2 separate regions of the Sus scrofa genome follow, and region 2 is linked to region 1. The links are chromatin contacts, called in public HiChIP or PLAC-seq maps. All regions are on one chromosome and are shown on one strand. Each heading gives the region's core, a stretch centred on a gene start, on an enhancer-like site or on the middle of the called end of the contact. The rest is flanking DNA. Distances are from core to core; before and after follow the strand shown. Region 1 holds the start of CD44 (CD44 antigen). Region 2 holds the start of PDHX (pyruvate dehydrogenase protein X component, mitochondrial).

Region 1 (2,572 bases), core at 37-2,536:
GATAAAATGGTGAATGGATATGTGGAGGATGGATGGGTGGATGGGCGAATAATGGATGGATACATGTATGATGAGATATACGGGTGGATGGAAGGAGACGAGGACAGTGTATAGATGGATGTGGATTTACAAAGAAATATGAGGAGTTCCCGTAGTGGTGCAGTGGTTAAAGAATCCGACTAGGAACCATAAGGTTGCAGGTTCGGTCCCTGCCCTTGCTCAGTGGGTTAACGATCCGGCGTTGCCGTGAGCTGTGGTGTAGGTCGCAGACGCGGCTCAGATCCTGCGTTGCTGTGGCTGTGGTGTAGGCCGGTGGCTACAGCTCTGATTGGACCCCTAGCCTGGGAACCTCCATATGCCGCGGGAGTGGCTCAAGAAATAGCAAAAAGACAAAAAAAAAAAAAAAAAAAAACAAAAAAAAAAAACAAAGAAATATGAAAAGATTAAGGACAGCTGGATGAGAAGCTGGATGAGAGGGTGGTTGGAAGGATATGTGGTTAGATAAATGCATGGAAAGAAGGATGGATGGCTGTGAGTGTCTACTGGATGGACAGATGCACGAGCCCTGGAGGGAGGTAAGGTAAGATGGGTAGAGAGATGAATCAGTGGATGGAAGGATACTTGGGAGGATGAATGAGTGTGTGAGTGAGTGCGTGGATGAATGGGTGGATGGTTCCAGGTGCCAGCCTGAGGCTGGATGATAACAGGTGGGTCAGTGGCTGGTTATCATTAGCCTTCTCTGAGTGGTCCTGATAAGAATCAAAAATCCACCTGAGGCTGTGAACTTCCTTCTCCTTCGAGGGAAGAAGAATGTGCACTTCCTCTCTTCCCTGGGAAGAATCACAAGCTCCCCATCATGGGCAGGGAAGCACCACTCTCCAGGGCAGGACCTGGCTCTGTCCCAGCTCTTCTCCCAGAATATCCAGCTGCCTCTGAAAACCCAGGGAGAAGAGCTCCCCAGCCAGATGCAAAGAGAAACAGTAAAGAGGAGAAGCCAGAGGCTGATCCCAAAGGGCTGAAGTTTTACGACTCAGTCATTCCCTGCTGCGTCCAAAGGCTGGGCTCCCAGTCGCCTCTGGAGCGGAAAGCCGGTGCCTCCCGGTACGATGGAACCCCGCGGCCCCCCGGGGCACCCGCTTTGGCACCCGGTGTTACCATCTCCGTGGAGAAGGGGGCGGGGGCAGCGAGGCCAGCGCCAAGGAGAGCCGGTACGTCTTTAAACTTCTGCCGGCTGCTTAGTCACAGCCCCCTCGCTTGGGTGTGTCCTCCGCTCGCTCCCTCCCTCTTAGGTCACTCACTCAACCCTCGAATAAAAACTGCACCCAACTTCCCAGGCGCCCTCACTGCCAGCCGGACCCCAGCCTCGGACAGGTTCTGGCGCCCTGCTCGTCCAGTGCTCTGCCGGCCCCCGCCCAGCGCCCCGGCCCTTCCATGTCACCCGCTCACTCTCTCCGTCGTTCCGACGCCATGGACACCTTTTGGTGGCGCGCAGCTTGGGGACTCTGCCTCGTGCAGCTGAGCCTGGCGCAGATCGGTGAGTGCCTGCCGAGGCGGTGGGAGGGAGTGACAGGAGTGGCCGGGACCCGCCGGCAGTCGCGCGGGTTGAGTTGGCCCTGGGGCACCTGAGTCAAGTGGGCGGCGAGCGGCTGGGATTTGGGGAAGGAGAGCCGGGCACGGATTTGCGCTAAGCTGGTGGAGAGCCTGTTGGTGGAAAGCACCGTTTTGTTGAAAAGAGAAAGAACGAAGAAAAGTTTGCTGGGCAGGCTGCCGGCGGTGGCGCGCAGTTTTGGGTGAGGTTGTTGGAGCCCTAGAAGCACAAGGCAGAAAGTAACTGTATTCCTGGGCGCGCACAGCCCGCGCGTCTGGACTAACAGGCTCTGGTGCCCAAGGGCGCTGGAAGCCCGGCTGGGCTGTGGCCGGGCAGAGCTGGGCAGGGCAGGGACAGGGGCTAGGGCAGAGGCAGGGCTGTTGGCGAGGTGGCCATAGAGGTGGGCACAGTGGCTATGTGTGAGGGCTGGTGGCCATGAGCTTTCTAGAAAGGGGTCCTGGGTTCCAAGGCTCTTACAGTTGGCTCCAGTCACTAAGGATCTTAACACTGTGGGAACCTGAACCAGCACTGTGGCAAGGTTCTGGGTCTCCACGAGGTGCCAGCCTGGGTCAGGGAGTGTGAATAGGAGAGGCACTGACTGGGCCAGCTGCTAGGTCCTGGCAACCTCCTGCTTCTGCCGATCAGTTAGGGGAAATCCAGCCAGCAGCGATGTGGCTCGTATTCCCTGCCTGGCAGCCTCTAGGCAGGATGGGGGAACCTGGGCACCAGGGTGGCATCAGGAATCCTGGATCTGGGGCTGCCAATATCCCATCCCAATAGGCTCCATGCCCTTCAGTGGCTGTTGGGGGGAGAGGCTGTGTGTGATGTATTGGTGAGGCTGAACTCCAAGCATTCCTTTCTTTTGTCTATAGAGGTACAGATAATTACATGGCTGATTTGGTTATCGCTAGAAAAATTAATTATTTTTCTTTTAAGAAGTGCCAGCTGGGTCATTAGAACAGCTCAACCTATGGTTAATTCCAC
Region 2 (2,572 bases), core at 45-2,544, 210 kb before region 1:
TTTTAGTTGGCAGTGAAAAGAGGAATAAATACGTAAATTGTAATAAGTGAGAGGAAGAAAACAAGTGACTTTGCTCATCTCTGGAAAGTCATTTATTCACAGAAATACTGGCTGATAAGTTTTTCCTAATAAAATCTGCCACCTTTTACTTTTTAATTGGGACCTTCTGCCCCAAGGAAGAATAACAGGAGGAATAAAGAATCAGGTCGTGATTTGAGGGGGAATTCCCAGTCTCTTCAGCAGCGCTTCTCACTTGTAATGGTTTACTGGTCTAGCTCTCCTCCAGAACCCAGGCCATTGTCTTAATTACCACCCTGAGCACATGGGTGTTCCATAAATTGTTGGCATGCAGAAGTGAATGAAAAGTTATGTGCAGCCCGAGGGTGGAATCTTCCTGTGACTTCTGCTTAAGGAAAAATCCTTCCTAGATCATCCCACAACCAATCTAAACAGAAGCAGGCAAAGAGCAACTTGCGCAGAGAAAGTGCCAGCTACTGAACAGATCCGGCTCGGGGACGTTTCCCAAGTACCTACTACGCGCCAAATGTCAGGCTGGTCGCCAGGGCGCAGAAGAGCTCATAGTCTGAGCTCCGTTTCACCCGCGGCTTCACGTTTCCCCGGTCTTCATGAGAAGTTACTTTGAAATACACACTTAATACCGCTCTCCTCCGTTATTTTTCCTTATTCAAGGTTTGGTGCCCAGCTCCTGTCTCCAGAGAACCCCAGCCGGTGGAGCAAAGACCTCAGCGGGAGCCGGGGACTTAGGTCAGCACCCGCAGCGGAAACCGCGGTGCGCGAGGGTCCCGTTGGGTCCGGCCCGAAACCCCACCCCGCCCGCGCCTAGCTTCCGCCGCCGAGCCCCGCAGGCGCCTCGCTTCCAGGGAATAGAAGGCGCCGGCGGCCCCGCCCCTACCTGCGCGAGGCATTGCCGCGAGCTACAGTCTCCCTCTGGAGCGTGACAGCCAGACATGGCCGGGAGCAGAGGTACCCGCGCCCTCCGGTCTTCGCAAGGCTTTGCTCCCGGCCCTCAGTTGGGGCTAACACGGCGAGGCCAGAAATGCAATCAGGCGGTGTGGAGGGCAGTCCGGAGGCGGGGCGGACAAGACGAAAGGCGGGTCCGGGAGGGCCTCGCTGACCGGAGGCCCAACCGCGCAGCCTCATGACCGGGAGGCGAGGCCAACGAGTTTGGAGGCGGAGCTAGAAGAGCTGCTTGATTCCTGCGGTTTACGAGTCGCGGGCGTCCAGGGGGCGTGTCCAACGGGGTGGGAGGCGGGGCCTTGTAGGGCCTTGATGACTGGGCGAACAGGCTGTGCTGAGGGCAGCCCGCGAGAAGGCTGGGAAGATGGCGGCCTCCTGGAGGCTAGGCTGTGACCCGCGGGTGATGCGTTGCCTCCTGGGCTTTGGCAACTGCCCGGGGCTGGTGAAGGGAGCTGCTGGATGGTCTCTCGGCCGCGGAGCTAGTTGGAGATGGTATCACAGCACGCAGTCTCTTTGGGGTGAGTGGCCGGGACGCGCTCAGCTCCTCTGTGCATCTGAGCAACGGGCCTGGGGCAGGGGCTTTTTGATTAAGGGCCTGCACCTGGGTGTGGAGGTGCCCGGAGCCTCCCCGCTCCCTTGGCTTTGTCTCGGGGAGGGTTCTGCTGACTTGGCCTCGTGCATGCCGCAAAGGGTTTTTTGGAAGCTAGGAGAATTTGACTCCGTTCCCTGGCCTCCTGGTTGGTATGGCTTCTCCGTGACCTTGCCTTGGATTTGGGGTTGTGCGGCCTCTCTCAAGCCCCTTCCTAGTCATTGTTAGTTTCCTTTAGAGTTGTCAAGTTGCCCAAGTTTGCTGAGATTTAGACGTCACGTTAGTGGTTTTTATTCATTGTTTTCACCCTTGTCTACTGGAAGATCTTAGAGGCCAGCGGGGTTGCCTCACGCGAGTACTGGTAAAGGACTCAATTTGTAAATGTCTAGGCATCATAGGCATAGGTCCGGAAAAATGTTTTATGCGAAACATGGCTTGAAAGAGTGGAAATTTAGGGGGAGAAGCTTACCAAGAAGTGTCGACTTAAAGCCAGGCCGCCCAAGTGTTGTGAGTTTTAAGTTTTATTCAGAATATGAGTGAGGATTTTAGCCTGGGAGACAGCCGCTCTGCAGAGGTAGAGAAGCCAGATTGTATGTGAATTTTTTGGCTAGGAGATAAATGCGGTTAGGCATACAGGTTGATAAAAGATTACTGCTAATCACAAAGAGCAGATATCTCAGGTTAATGGTTTTAGTATTTTTCTATGAATGGGAAGATATAAGAATTCAGGATCATTAAAATTCTTCTTGAAATGTGTTTCGAATTATCTAAGGGCCTCTTTATCCAAAACACCCAGTGCTTCATCCTGAATTCCTCTCAGGTTGCACTGTCTGTCGCTGGGCAACTGCAGTGGGTTATGATTTAACCCTTGTAGAACTGGATTTGCCATTGAAATTCTTCATTGTTTACAAAACTTATTGTTGAAAGTTGTCTTTAAGTAGTGATATTGACAGAGCTAACACAATTCCTACGGTGTTTAATGGTATATACTGTAGTGTGCCCTGC

What was found. HiChIP or PLAC-seq counts read pairs in DNA pulled down with a chosen protein or histone mark.
Region 2: a contact with region 1 is called in an H3K27ac HiChIP or PLAC-seq map of alveolar macrophages. The contact joins the promoter of PDHX here to the promoter of CD44 in region 1. A contact is called at or near these places in 1 of 5 promoter capture datasets (liver), 5 of 47 Hi-C or Micro-C datasets (embryonic fibroblasts, fetal skeletal muscle, heart right ventricle and 1 more) and 2 of 2 datasets of contacts at active chromatin or transcription factors (alveolar macrophages and skeletal muscle).

Annotation. Positions count from the first base shown.
Region 1 is chr2:25,882,923-25,885,494 of Sscrofa11.1, reverse strand. It overlaps CD44 (CD44 antigen), which reads left to right and starts at 1,286. Exons shown (of 14, transcript XM_013994425.2): 1 at 1,286-1,534. The coding sequence starts at 1,432.
Region 2 is chr2:26,093,617-26,096,188 of Sscrofa11.1, reverse strand. It overlaps PDHX (pyruvate dehydrogenase protein X component, mitochondrial), which reads left to right and starts at 1,294. Exons shown (of 13, transcript XM_003122869.4): 1 at 1,294-1,496. The coding sequence starts at 1,343. It overlaps APIP (methylthioribulose-1-phosphate dehydratase), which reads right to left and starts at 1,169. Exons shown (of 8, transcript XM_003122870.3): 1 at 914-1,169. The coding sequence starts at 970.